2 separate regions of the Mus musculus genome follow, and region 2 is linked to region 1. The links are chromatin contacts, called in public Hi-C maps. All regions are on one chromosome and are shown on one strand. The core of a region is the stretch at or near the end of the contact, and the rest is flanking DNA. Distances in the headings are between cores, read along the strand shown.

Region 1 (6,808 bases), core at 2,899-5,398:
AGGGGAACGCCAGGGCCAAGAAGTGGGAGTGGGTGGGTAGGGGAATTGTGGGGGGGGGATATGGGGGACTTTTGGGATAGCATTTGAAATGTAAATGAAGAAAATGGGTAATTAAAAAAAAACATCTGCTATGTGGCTCATTCAAGGTGTGTCAAGTGATTCATTTCATCTGTCCCTTTGTAAGCATTCTCCCCTCTGTGATATGTTGTTAGGGTTTCACATACACTACCAGTGACTTTTAGTTGGAACAATTTGTCTCCCCTGGGACATAACCTATTTCTTTGTTCTCTGGATTTCTTGAATGTTCAAGCAATATTGGATATCATGTTTTGTTTTTTTTTTTCCTGCTGTTTTTACAGGATGGAAAAACAGAGCCAAGCTCATGTACCTGTCTGAAGGGGCCCAAACTGTCAGAAATAGGAACAATTGCCTGGATGATCACGCTTTGTGATGCCCTCCACAATTTCATCGACGGCTTGGCGATTGGGGCATCTTGTACTTTGTCTCTTCTTCAGGGGCTCAGTACGTCCATAGCGATCCTGTGTGAGGAGTTTCCTCATGAGTTAGGTGAGCACCTCAGGGCACAGGGCAAGGGGCGGTCGAATGTTAGACTGGGCAGACCCTAATCATACACGGAGATGAATGATCTGTTGTTGGAAGTTTTTTTTTTTTAATTATTATTATTATTATTATTATTATTATTATTATTATTATTATTCCAAAACAGAAGGAGGCACAACTCACTTGATATTCTCTTCTTCCAGGGGACTTTGTGATCTTGCTCAATGCAGGAATGAGCACCCGGCAAGCCTTGCTGTTCAACTTCCTCTCCGCGTGTTCCTGCTACGTGGGACTAGCTTTCGGCATTTTGGTGGGCAACAATTTTGCTCCCAATATTATATTTGCACTCGCTGGAGGCATGTTCCTCTACATTTCTCTGGCAGATATGGTAAGAGATTCAAGTATTTTATTTTGTGTTACTTTGATTTTTACAAATGAGAGCCTGGGTTTCGAGCTGAAGGGCAGCCTTCGGCCTCCCACTGGCTTCAAGGTCTTCAAGGCTGGGGATCCAGACCTTTTCTGGCCCAGCGTCTCTCGCTTTGTGAGTAACCTGTGCTAACAGTAGCTTGGAATGGCTGTCGTTGATTCTTTGATGACTGATCTTATGGATAAAGTAAGCACTTTTAATAGTGGGAGCTACTTTCTAAGGACTCCTTTTAATATGTGATGAATTAAACCCGTCTTCTCTTATAGTAGGCCTGACCCATCAGTTGCATAAGAATGTCACATTTAGAAGAATAAATAACTTGGTAGACGAAATACTTTTTTTATTCAAAGTGATTCACACTGAAAACTTTTGAAGTTAAGCTAAAATATTACACTAAATTAAGTAGAAATTAATATTGGACAATAAATATATATTTGAGTCAGTATTATTTATGTCTGTAGGTTGTGTGTGTGTGTGTGTGTGTGTGTGTGTGTGTGTGTAGAGAAAAATACCCTGTGTGTTTTCAAGCATACCTTGGACAGATTTCTAGAGAATGAAGTGTCAGAGTATAAAAAAGAGTATTTGGGTTATATTTAGAAATTAATGTATTACGTATAATTTAATAACATCTTTCCTTTGGATTACAAGCTCCAAACTGTAAGTGTCTGGCCCAGTTTGCTGTTCATCAAAGACCCTTAAAAAAGGCAGGATTTAGCTCTTAGACCCCCACAGTACTTACATTTTTCTGCCCAGAATTACCTTGCACATTGTCTTTATTCCAGATGGCCATTTCTTCCCATGACACAAAAAAGTTCTATCAAAGTTGGTACCTTTATGGAAGCGATACAGGTGATGTCCTATGTGACATAGTAGTTTCCTCATGTTAGAGATGTCACCAACTTTTTCCCTGTAAGAACTTCACGCCAGTTCTCTGACCTGCCTCTGGAGTCTGAAGATCCCTGGCATGGCTGCATCCAGGGTACCACAGCATTTATAACACATCATGCAATTTGTGTTTCTAAAACAGGACATACATGTCCCCTTGTGTAACCTTTGCAGTGGATGCTGTGGCTGAGAATGAACATTTATTTATTTACTAAAAACACCTAGGATTTTTATCTGTTTTCACTATAATGAAAGTATTATAATCTTCAACACTGGACCAATACACAATTTATTAAAAAATCTTGTCGCTCTGGGAGGAAAGAGCAAGCACAATGGAGAAACCAGAACAGTAAAGAAAGCTACTTCAAAGAACAGGTTCAGTCAGTTACACAAATGTTTTTCCCCTCCAGTCAGCCCGGAAAAATTATGAGATGGGCGGGGAAGCGGTTTCCATAAGTGTTTCTCTCCAGAGGAGCAAAGTCAGAATTTAAGCAAACAAAAATGTCACCATCTAACAAGAAAAAAACCCAACACTTCACCAACTCTGTGGTGGCACAAGGCAGGGTGATTATTAAGTCCAAGATCGTCATTAGTTACATAGTGACATAGTGACATAGTAGGGCAGCCTGGGCTAAGCAAGAAACAACAAAGTAAAACATGGCATACTTAAAAATACTATGAGATAAGAGGAACAATAGCATATCTAATGGGGATGAAGCAGAATATAGTATAGTATAGTATAGTATAGTATAGTATAGTAAGGGCTAACGGAAGTAAACAGAAATGCGTGCCTGAGGGTGAAACCCACCGGGTTGAATTCCTTAAAATTTGAGGTGTAGACAGCTGTATATGGGAAGAGAGTTGAGGAGAGAACGCATCAAGCCAGGTACATTCTATCTGGCTGTGTGACCTTTCGATAGTTTTACCGTGGATGCCGCAGAATACTAGGATTCCTCAATACCTGAAGCAAAACATTGATTGGTACGATCCAGTCCCAAATGAAAGAAATGCTCAGCTCCTGTGCAGAAACCCCAGACGAGCATTTCAGGATTCACCACAAGATGGCGACAGCCATTTAATAATGTGTCTTCTAGTTTCCAGAGATGAACGACATGCTGAGAGAAAAAGTAACTGGAAGACAAACGGATTTCACCTTCTTCATGATCCAGAATGCAGGGATGTTAACCGGCTTCACTGCCATCCTGCTCATCACCTTGTACGCAGGAGACATCGAATTGCAGTAGCCGGAAGTGGAGTATAACGTCAACGCGGGAAGGCATTTAATAACAACACAGAAACATCTCCATAGGGATTTTTGTTTTTTTAAAAGTATATCCTATTTAGTTAAAAGAGATTTTTTTTTTATTATTTTCAACTAAAGGCTAAGGAATCTAATGACTGGTTTCAGATATGTAGAATAGGTGAAATTTGTTGTTAAAATTTTTCCTTAAAAGGTTTTCGGTTTCAGACTGCAAAGGCTGGTGTATGGGGCCTTTGGTAAATACCTGGTTTTCAATATTTTATGCATATTAGAAAATTATCATGAAGCAAACACGTGCATTCACAAGCAGACATACAGATCCAGAGAAAAACACAATCTGGGTCATGTAAGGTTTCAGAACTTGCTTGGGTAAACAACAACAACAACAACAACAACAACAACAACAACAAAAACCTCAAGCGTTTTCAGAGTGGTTTTCTTCCAATTAATGTGTTTGACTGCTTTTAAAGGCAGGTGCATCAAATGAGGAAGAAAATCAAGACAGACAGCTCCAGTGCATGCAGGACCGATCCCAGTGCCTTAACGAACCCCAGAAAGATAGCGCACAGCGTTTGTTCAGCTTTATGTCTCAGTTGGCGACCTGTAGGATTGTTTTGAAAGCTAATACAAAGTAACATGAATTAGGAAAGGATGAAAGGCTTGCTAGCCCAGCAAGGCTTGGGCTCAGGGCTTGGTCCCTGAGTTATAAGCTTGAACACACCCTGCAGAAGACCAGAATTGCTTTGCTATGATTTATGCTGTGGTTCCAGCCAACAGAAATGCCTGAGGAGTATGCGAGACTGGTTAGAACTCAGTCTTGCCATGCTCTGGGATTGCTTTGTCATGGTGGAGAATATGTTGGGTGGGAGAGAGAAATTGAATGTAATTGTGAGCAATTTACTTTTTAAAAGATGAGCATAATTATTTAGCAGGGGGAATTTCAATAAATGCAAAAATCACAGCTGGGCTGGGCTGTGTCAGAGACTGATGGTGGAGGAGGCATGTGCTCATTAGGGGTGATTGACAGTCAGCAGAGACGGCTTCTTTTATGTGCAGTGTGCTTTGTTCCCATATGGTATACCGTTGGATGGAAAACCTCAGCATACTCTTTCTACCTTTCGTAAAACACACAGCTCACTGAGTGTTTGAGCACGTTGTAGACGATCAGTCTGAATTGAACATCCTAATTTCAATTCACACTCCCAAGTAACTTAAAAAAAAGATGATTTGACAGTGATGAGAATTAGTAATAGAAGCCAAGTTATCTCAGGAATTATGTTTTCCTATAAGCCCAAACACATTTTCATGTAATAACAGTGCAGATTTGATAAACTTTAACATATATGTTTATGTGTATTCTCACTTTATGACTGACAATTAAAAAATATTATTTGACCAAACAGTAAAAGCTTTTGAAACCATGTACCGTGTCAGTTATTTTTCTCTTAATATGTCTTTATTTTGAGTGACATCATGTGGCTGGTGTTATGAGAAGAGAGGCAAGTAGAGAACTGATGTTGTATTATTTTAAAAATATCTAGCAAAAAAATCCTACAAAGACTAATTTTTCATTTCAATAAACACAATCTATATTAGTATAACCTTTCGTTTCAGTGCTTAACAATCCTTGCTTTTTAAAAGTATATGCTGTGGGCTGGAGATATGGCTCAGTGGTTAAGAGCACAGACTGCTCTTCCAGAGGTCCTGAGTTCAATTCCCAGTAACTACATGGTGGCTCACATTCATCTGTAATAGGATCTGATGTCTTCTTCTGGTGTGTCTAAAGACAGCTATAGTACATTCATATATATATAAAACATTAAAAAGTACAGATTGTATGTATTTTTAATGAAATGACTTATGGAAGAATATTTTGAAAAGATAGTTTAGTGATTCTCAGTGTACATGCAGATTGACTCTTTGGCCTGCTTTTTGTGGGTCTGGCTCTCCATCCTTTCCCTTTACCATGGAGAATGAAGGACTTTGGGTGACGATGACTTAAAGACAAGAGGCAATTGTTTGTTGGAGGCAGAAGGAAAGTCGGGATGGCATTTACTTTATCCTGATTAACTTTCTTCAAGTGAGCATAATCCTGCCAACATACTTCCTATGGAGCATTTGCCATATAATCTTAGTTTTTTGAAGAAAAAAGGATTTATTTCATTTTGAAGATTACAAACCATCACTGAGGGAAGTTAGAACTGGTACTCAGGTAGGAACTCAAACAAAACACGTGGAGGGACATCGCTTACTTTCTCTTTTCCTGGCTTGTTTGGCTCACTTTGGTAGCAGCTCTCTAGTTAGACTTGTTTACTCAGCAAGATGGAAATCATGCCTACTATGGCAAACTTAGCTAGCCACTGAGTAGTGGATATTGGAGGAGAACCTACAACCACCATTTTATTAAGACAGCATAATCATTAGATTTTAGAGATGCTACCAGAATAAATAAAAAATACTGTATATTACTCATTGCTAAACTTTAAAGAATATGTATTAATTCCTGGCACTTATTGGGTACTGTAGAAGATCCTGTTACCATGGTAATGCTGTGTCACAAAGCACCTTAGGAAACTGAAGCTCACAAAGTGGGTGAGCTTCCACTAGAGGTGCTGATGGGTAGCCAGCTGATAGAGCCATGGTACTAGGGTGTGGCTCCCATTGTGGCTGGAACTGCAAATTCATGTGGAAGAGATAATAGATGCCTAAGTCCACTTATGGGTAAAGTGTAAACAGGTTCAATCAGTCTTAAGCAGTTTTTATAAAGTATCTGTTATTTTTCCTGAATGAAGATACCTGACATTAATGATAATTCATCAAAAGTCTCTAGAGGTATCTCCCTCTTCTAATATCTAAATAATAACCAAAATCTGTTTAATGAAAATAGTTCCTTTCCTTTACCTGTACAAGTTGGGATGTGTGGCTGTGTCATGGCTCAGAGCTAGTGAGGATAACTCAGGTTTACTTAGCTGCCAGTTGCTCATCTGTCCTGGTTTCTTGCCGCAGCAGCAGTGGAATGTAGCCAATGTGTGAGCTCAGTGTTGGGCATCTCTGGAGGCTATGTATGGTCATAATGATTTCTAGATGTTCAGCGAGACTCTAGGCACTATTGGGCATTTCTGGTTTCCTACATTTAAATGGCCTGCTTCTCCTAACTCTTCTCAGCATTATCTTCCTTTAGGTCTCCTTTTGATTTTAGCAGGAAGTTACCATGATTTCCAGACAATTTCTGTGTTAGGAAAGATCTGTTGCCGTACAAGAGATTCTCAAATGATCCTCTTGGCTACGATACCACAGATCATTCTTAATGGATACTTGGTTTTCTTTCTACACCACTGGTCGCAATTCCCGTGGTTGGTTTTCTGTCAGCTTCCTTTCCATGTTAAGGATGCGCAAAGCATGTTCTCATGTCCATTCGGTTTCCTAGTTGAAAACTCTAAATTTCTCTGTGCCTTCAGAACCAGAGACTCTGCTAATAAAATTAAAGTGAAAGAAACTGGATAAACTAGAAACTCCAAATATCATTCTGTTAATTACAAGGCATATTCCCTCCCACCACATTTTAATAGTTTCTAATGGCGTCTACAGGTGAGAAGAACATGATATTATGAAGGTGGCTCTTAGATGTTGTAAGAAAATGGTCGAATCTCCATGATGAGGGTTTGATGTATAAG
Region 2 (6,829 bases), core at 165-2,664, 280 kb after region 1:
TTGTGACCACTATGCTTTTCACCCATATCAAAGGGGCACCAAGTCCCCTATGAGGAGTACTTGTCTTGGAACTGATGAGGGAGCACCATGGCCTCTTTGAAGATGCATCCTGATCTCTGAGGCAATACTCTCATCCCTATGGGGAACACTCAACTCCTATGAGGGACTATGCTTGGATCCATGTAGTGAGTTTCTACACCCATTTGAGAGTGGGATAGCATGAGCTAGGGACCCCATTCATATCTATGTGAGGGAGCATCCAAGCTCTGTGAAGGAACACTCTGGCCAATGTGAGGGAGCACTCTCATTCCCGTGAGAAGTACTAAGGCCAATGCATAGGAATGCCCCAGTTCATGTAAAAGAAGGCACCTGACAACATGACATAACAAATGTGCTTATGTGAGGAGGCCTCCAGCCTATGTGAGGGAAGGCCATGGTCCCTTTGAGAGAGCACCCTCATCTATGTGCAGGAACACCTGGCCTTGGGGGAAGCACCTGGCTCATGGCTAAGACCCCATGCTCTTCTCATGTCAATTTGTCAGCAGTGGAATTCTCACTCTCAATGATGTGTTCATTCAGGGAAAGTAGTGATCTTTCTGATAAACTGATAAATGACCTGAGTGTCACAAGGATGAGGTAGAATCCTGACCCTCAGATCTCTGGTAACCTAAGCCAGAATTGGTTTGTTACCTTTACAATGAGGTAAGCAGTTTCATCATGTGACTTTTCTAATAGACTTTACTCTTGATAGGTAAGACTTCTGCTCCTTCAGCCTCGATCAAAGAAATTGTACAATTGTATAGAAACAAGCATTACTTCCAACCTCTGGATGTGGAACCTCATTGATGAGTTCACTCCTGGGACTGCCTTTTCTGTTCATGCCTACAGATAATGAGGGGGAATACTGCACACATGTCCGATGAGATATTAATCTTTGAAGGTGTATAGTTCCACCTAAATATTGTTAACTTGCTTTGGCATAGTGGGCATTTTCTTGCTATGGTTGAACATTTTCAAATTTTAGTAGTGTTCTACATATCGACTGTTCTTGCCTGTATCATCAGAAATCTACTCTCTAGGAAGCATCTTAAGAGGCTTCAGTGCTGAGAGGAAACATCTCAAGCTGGACACAGGGTTTCACTGCTATACTGTGCCTTTGACTTTGGTTCCGTAATTATGACTTCCTGGCAGAAAGTTGATTTCACAAGACAATCTGTGAGTTTTATACATCAAAGTGAAATTATCAACATACCAGAAGCTTTCACACTGTCCTCTCAAGGGCTTTTGGTTATGTATGCTCTCAGCTATTTGAGATGGTAGTGTTTCCCAAAATACCTGCATTGCCATGCAGTCTGCCACCAGAGTGCTGGAGTGCAGCCATGGCTGGCAGCGAGGCAGTTCCTGCTATGGGAAGGACTCTGCTGAGCCGAGCCTGTGTACAGGACTGATGTCAGTATCCATTATCCACACAGCTGCTACGGATCCTTCTATCATCCTCCATCCCCCCCTCCACCATTTCTTATTGGAATCCAGCTTGTGGCAAACTGATTACAGTAGAGTGACCACTGCAAGGATGAAGACAAGAAAAGCTTTAAGGACATGTGAAAGTGTTATCTTTGAGTAGGAAAGCAGTCCTGTAATATTCTAGAAAAATAGCACCAGATGGGCCCGGTTGGCATACAACTACCCGAAACAGCAAGAATTATTTTAAGAGAGAGAGAGAGAGAGAGAGAGAGAGAGAGAGAGAGAGAAGAAAGAAAGCAAATCACTGGGGCAGCCTGCTGCAAAGCAACAAGAAAAGGCAGTAGCTGTTTCCTCAACATGACTTAGTGTCTTATTCCAGTTCACACAGCCTAACAGAATGCCACAGGCTGGATAATTTATAAACAATGGATGATTACTGGGCACACAGTCCTGGGTGCTGCAAAGTTCCATGGGCACCAGCAATCTAACAAATGGGCAGCAGCCCATCTATGCTAGGCAGACACGGGGAGTCAGAATGAACTCACGCTTTTTGTAAAATACACACCTGCAGTGGTGGCACTGATCTGTGAGAACAGACTCAGCACCACCCAGACACTTCTTAAAGGGCCCACCTCCCAGTTCTGAAATAGTGATGAATAAACTTCAATTCCTCTTTTGGAGGGGATATTCGAACTTAGTAAAGCAAGGACAGATTTCTATATCATGCTTGCTTTTAAAGTTTGGCAGTTCAATCAACTAGCTTACCTTGAGAAACTTCTTAGCAACTTTTAGTATCCCTTAAAATCTGTAAGGTAGATTTTGCTTCTAGGATTAACTTGAATTTAGTACCTGCCAGATAATAAGTAAATAAATGGTCAAGTAGAAACAAATATTGACCTCTAACAAAAATTGTGAAGATAGTGAAGATAGGCACCGCTGAAAAAAGGAGTTGTAGCTTCAAGTCTTGTGCTTCAAGAGGAAGACTGAATAACCAAGAAAAACACAAGATGCACATATAGCCCAAATGGCAAGTTTTCAAAGTTTCCACATAATCTTGAACTCCTCAGAAAGTTCACATAGTTTTCTATTTTGTTTCCAGGTCCAGTTCAGACAGTGTTTTCTTGATGATGGATCAGCTACTCTGAAGGAGGTGAGTCATGGGAGACTCCCACACCAGAACTCTGCGGAGAAAGGACTACACATTGCCGACAGTGGCTTCATCCCAGAGTGGACCATGAGTAATCGCAAGAACGTGGTTTACCTTAAGAAATAACATCTGTCTCAAGAACTGGTTACTGGAAAAGTACTAATCTCAAAGTAGTAATTCTTCTACTCTCTGCAATTTCCAGACACTGAAGACCAACTGAAGCAGGGAGAATAAACCAGTGAGACAGGGACATTATGTTACCCAACTTAAAAAGGCTTGTCTGACACAACTTTGGAGGGTTGATTACTAAGAGGACAATTAAGCCAAAAAAAAAAAAAAAAAAAAAAAAAAAAGCACATCCATTCTCCTATTGGTTAATCTGTTTTCTAATATAGTGAAGATTATAGGTTAATTTGTTTTCTGGTATAGTGAAGATTATAGCTGATGAGGAAAAACAGACTTGCCAGCAGTATTGTCGTACTAAGAGAAAAATGTGACAAGGGGCCTTTGGAAGACAACAACAGACAACGTGCAAAAAGCGATCAGTTGGTTTCCTGGGAACTAAGCGAGCATTTTTCTTTTTTTCTTTTAAAAAATGTATTGAAGATTTCATATGTGACTACAATTTACATCATTAAATCCCATCTTCTCTCCTTCTAACTCTTCCCATGTCCCCCTCTCAAGTTCTTGACCTTTATTTTTTTAATTTAATTTAATTAATTGAATACTTATTAAATATTATAGTTACATCTCTCCCTCGCTTTCTCCAACTCTCTATACAATTTCCTTCTGAATCCACTTAGTGTTGCTCTCATCTATATGTCTGTGTAGGGTGTACCACTTGAGATGGATTGAATCACCTCTCTGGGGACTTTTCTCTGGAGAAGACAGACTGACTTCCTCCTCTCTAAGCTGCCACTGTTTTCCTACAGCCCTTTATCTAGGGTGGGGTCTTGTAAGATCTCCCCACCCAGATTGAAATGTTGACGAGTGCTATCTTACTTATCTTCTATTGAGCTTCCTCTGTGAACTGATGGCAGAGCAAGGCATGGAGGTAGAGCAAGTGATGGGTACTGATAGGACTTTACATCCTTTCACAGAGAGGATCAAGAAGAACCCTTGGAATTACCTAGGCTATTCTCCAGGACTGCAGAGCATCTTCAAGTGCTGCATTCAAGGTCTGTTAACAACTTGATGTGCTTTTAGTTTGGGGGGAATAACCAAGCTTGCCTAAACCCGAAGATCTCTAGGACTTCCAAGGGAGCAGGGGATCATTTACTTCAGTCTCTGCTGGAGCTCCAGCTGTAATTACAAAGAATAAAAACAAACCAGAAAAGAAGATACTTTTACAATTGCCTGGAGAGCTGAAAGGTTCTGTGGGCGGAGAGGATGACCCGAATCAAAACTATGTGCCCGGTTTCCATGGAAATACAGGACAGAATGCTGAGGAAAAGTGAAAGTCATTTGATCCCATCTTCTGCCTACAGAGTCCTCCAGGGTAAGCCTTACTCTGGGTTTAGTGACAAGGAATGTATTCAAGTGATAATACTGTTACATGTATTATATGGAAACATCACTTTTAAATATTCTTAAAATAAGATATGTAAATTATATCTTAAAATATCTTATTTTAAATAAATAGGTAGTGGTTTTAAAAATACTGAAGGAGTCTTTTCATAAAAGCTCAATTTTAAAATGTAGATTATTTGGAAATATTTTGACAGTTATTAAGCAATCACCATACAAACATCATACTAAACATTTTATACCAATTATCTCCATTTCACTATCACACCAGCTATGAATGAAAAAAAACTTGTGTTTATTAGAAGTTCTCCCCTAAGAAATGCATATAGATGATTGACAGAACTGGGATACTCACAAAGACTTGATTCTCAAACTATGCGGAAATGATCTCCCCATTAATTTTTGAGAGTCTTACAATGCCACTTAAAAGGAGAGGGGGGTCAATCGTATAACTCAAAACTACATCAAAGATCTGCTACAACTTTGAACAAGGCGGGAAACAGCATGCAGGGCATTTTCTTCTGAAAGGGTGGCTTAGTTTCAAATTCATATCATACAACAGAGCAGCATTCTCTTTTCACGAACCCCTTGCTAGAATCATATACTAAATGAGTGATATTCTCTCATAGTAAATGATGGGATAACAACTTCACCAGCAAATTTCATGGTGTGAAGGGCAGGATAAAATGACAGCTCTAGGAACATGAAAGAAGACATGATCTAGATTTGTACCAGGAAAAGAAAACCAGAAACAGTAAGAAACCAGAAAGATCGCATCCCAGACCTGATACATTATTTTTCCCCCAGTCTAAATCCAGTATAATCCCTTTGAACAATCTCAATGTGTGGTACCCCAATCATCAGGATGGCTGAACTAAAGGTAACTCCCGTGCTCATGATATTGTCTATTGGTTAGGATATCATTGCTGTTTCTGCATGCTGCTTTGCGTTAATGGGCTTTCCCTGCTGTATCCCTGCCTGAAAGTTGAGTAACTCATTTTGCATCCTCTTATCCAAGGCACCCACAAAGGCAGCTTTTAAGAATTGTAAGTGAGCACTAACCACATGTATCCACACAGCTAAAATCTCAATATAATTACTTCACCAATAAAAAAAAAGCCTTTTGTTTTTATTGACTAATTCAGCTCACTATCATTGACCTTTGTACTTCTCCTGTCTACTGTAAAAATCTACTGTGGTATTTGATTGGGAGAAACAAGTAAAATTTTAGAAAATGTCCCTCTGGTACTCCAAATTGCCCCTTCATCTGAAAACCAACAGTCAGAGAGTCCTTTCTAGTAGAACAAATTCCTTTGCTTTGTGAATTTAATGTGTGTGTGTGTTGGAAGAAATTGCTTCTATTATATTTCAAATAACTGCATGCAGCTTTTGATAATTCTATTCTGAAAATGGATTATATGCATAGCTAACTGTGATGACAGTCTATCTGGAAAATTCCATGCATACAAGGTTCATGGTTTCCTTCTCTGGAAGTCCTGGCATTTCCTCTTCCAACATACCAGTCTTCCAAAGTACTGACCAGGCCGCAGGTCACCCTCAATCTAACCACTCCATTTCCTGGCTAGTTAACGAAAGAGTTCCTGAATGACAGGGTTCATCACCCTCTGTTCCTGTCACAATGATGTTTGGACCTGGTTTGGACTTCATCTCAACATGTGTAAATAAGAACAGATCCTACAAATAACAACTGTTTACCAGAATGTAACTGCCACCTCCCCTTGCAGCCTTGATAGTTTTTCCCAAGTGAGGTTTCATGAGGAACATTTGAAGAGTAGAGCTTGTTCTCCTCAAAAGAATGCTGAAGTCCTAGTGCCACAGGACCAGTGCCTGGCACTTTATATGAATATAGGGTCAGTACAGATGTAACCAAATAAAGAGGAGGTCATACTGGGTAGGAATATACCCTAAGTACACTGATTGATGTCCTTTACAGAGCAACTTGTGAAGATAGGTACAAAGACTTATATCCAGGGAACAATGGCTAAGGGCATTATAAACTAAGGATTGCCAAGAATTGCTTCTAGAAACTGAGAAAAAAGCTGAGATCTTCCCAGAAAGCCTCAAAAGAAGCAAGTCTTGATGACATCTTAATGTCCTGACTATGAGAACGAACCCCTATTGTCTGATGCTATTTTGCTGGTTGTAGCTTGTTGTGTCATAAAAAGAAAACATAGAGGGACAAGGAGGCCCACAGTAGCTGGAGACAGAAGAAACAGTTCTCACATGTATGATGTATGCACCATTGTATTACACATAAATCACATCATATACAATAAAATATGATCTCATGACTCATGGTTTTATTGCAAGCATAAGATTTTCAGAAATGCAATTCTCTCTCTCTCTCTCCATATATATGTGTGTATATATATGTGTGTATATATATATGTATGTACACACACACACACACACACACACATATATATATACATACATACATACATACATACATGGTTAACATATATATGTTATAGTTGAAAAATTAGTATAAAAGTTGAGTTAAAGTAGTTGGTATTGGCAGCCAGAGATAAAATGGTTATAGACAAATCAAGGTTATCAATAGCATTTTATGACCTCTGCTTCAGAATATTTGATTATTTCTGCAGAATGGATTTGTAAAACAAGGAATAATGTACAGGTCCAAGTCTGATACAAAATTTCCAAGCACTG

What was found. Hi-C and Micro-C count contacts between places; a contact is called where the count stands out from the background.
Region 2: a Hi-C map of ventral hippocampal neurons shows a contact between it and region 1, with 2.7 times the contacts expected there. The contact joins two enhancer-like sites. A contact is called at or near these places in 1 of 39 promoter capture datasets (hippocampal neurons), 1 of 15 datasets of contacts at CTCF or cohesin (the NIH/3T3 cell line), 8 of 484 Hi-C or Micro-C datasets (the C2C12 cell line, cerebellar granule neurons, cerebellum and 5 more) and 2 of 115 datasets of contacts at active chromatin or transcription factors (embryonic stem cells and fibro-adipogenic progenitors).

Annotation. Positions count from the first base shown.
Region 1 is chr3:135,883,838-135,890,645 of GRCm38.p6, forward strand. It overlaps Slc39a8 (solute carrier family 39 (metal ion transporter), member 8), which reads left to right. Exons shown (of 9, transcript NM_001135149.1): 7 at 360-567; 8 at 765-949; 9 at 2,968-4,735. The coding sequence ends at 3,117. Among named protein-coding and RNA genes, the nearest start is that of Gm31243, 15 kb to the right of the region's middle. Within about 2 kb of position 4,149, at least 34 of the 459 cell types and tissues checked have an H3K27ac peak or open chromatin away from gene starts, as enhancers often do. A contact at or near this core is called in cerebellar granule neurons, forebrain, hippocampal neurons and 1 more, where this site is marked.
Region 2 is chr3:136,164,232-136,171,060 of GRCm38.p6, forward strand. The region is part of intron 7 of Bank1 (B cell scaffold protein with ankyrin repeats 1); the gene reads right to left. Among named protein-coding and RNA genes, the nearest start is that of Bank1, 160 kb to the right of the region's middle. Within about 2 kb of position 1,415, at least 45 of the 459 cell types and tissues checked have an H3K27ac peak or open chromatin away from gene starts, as enhancers often do. A contact at or near this core is called in cerebellar granule neurons, forebrain, hippocampal neurons and 1 more, where this site is marked.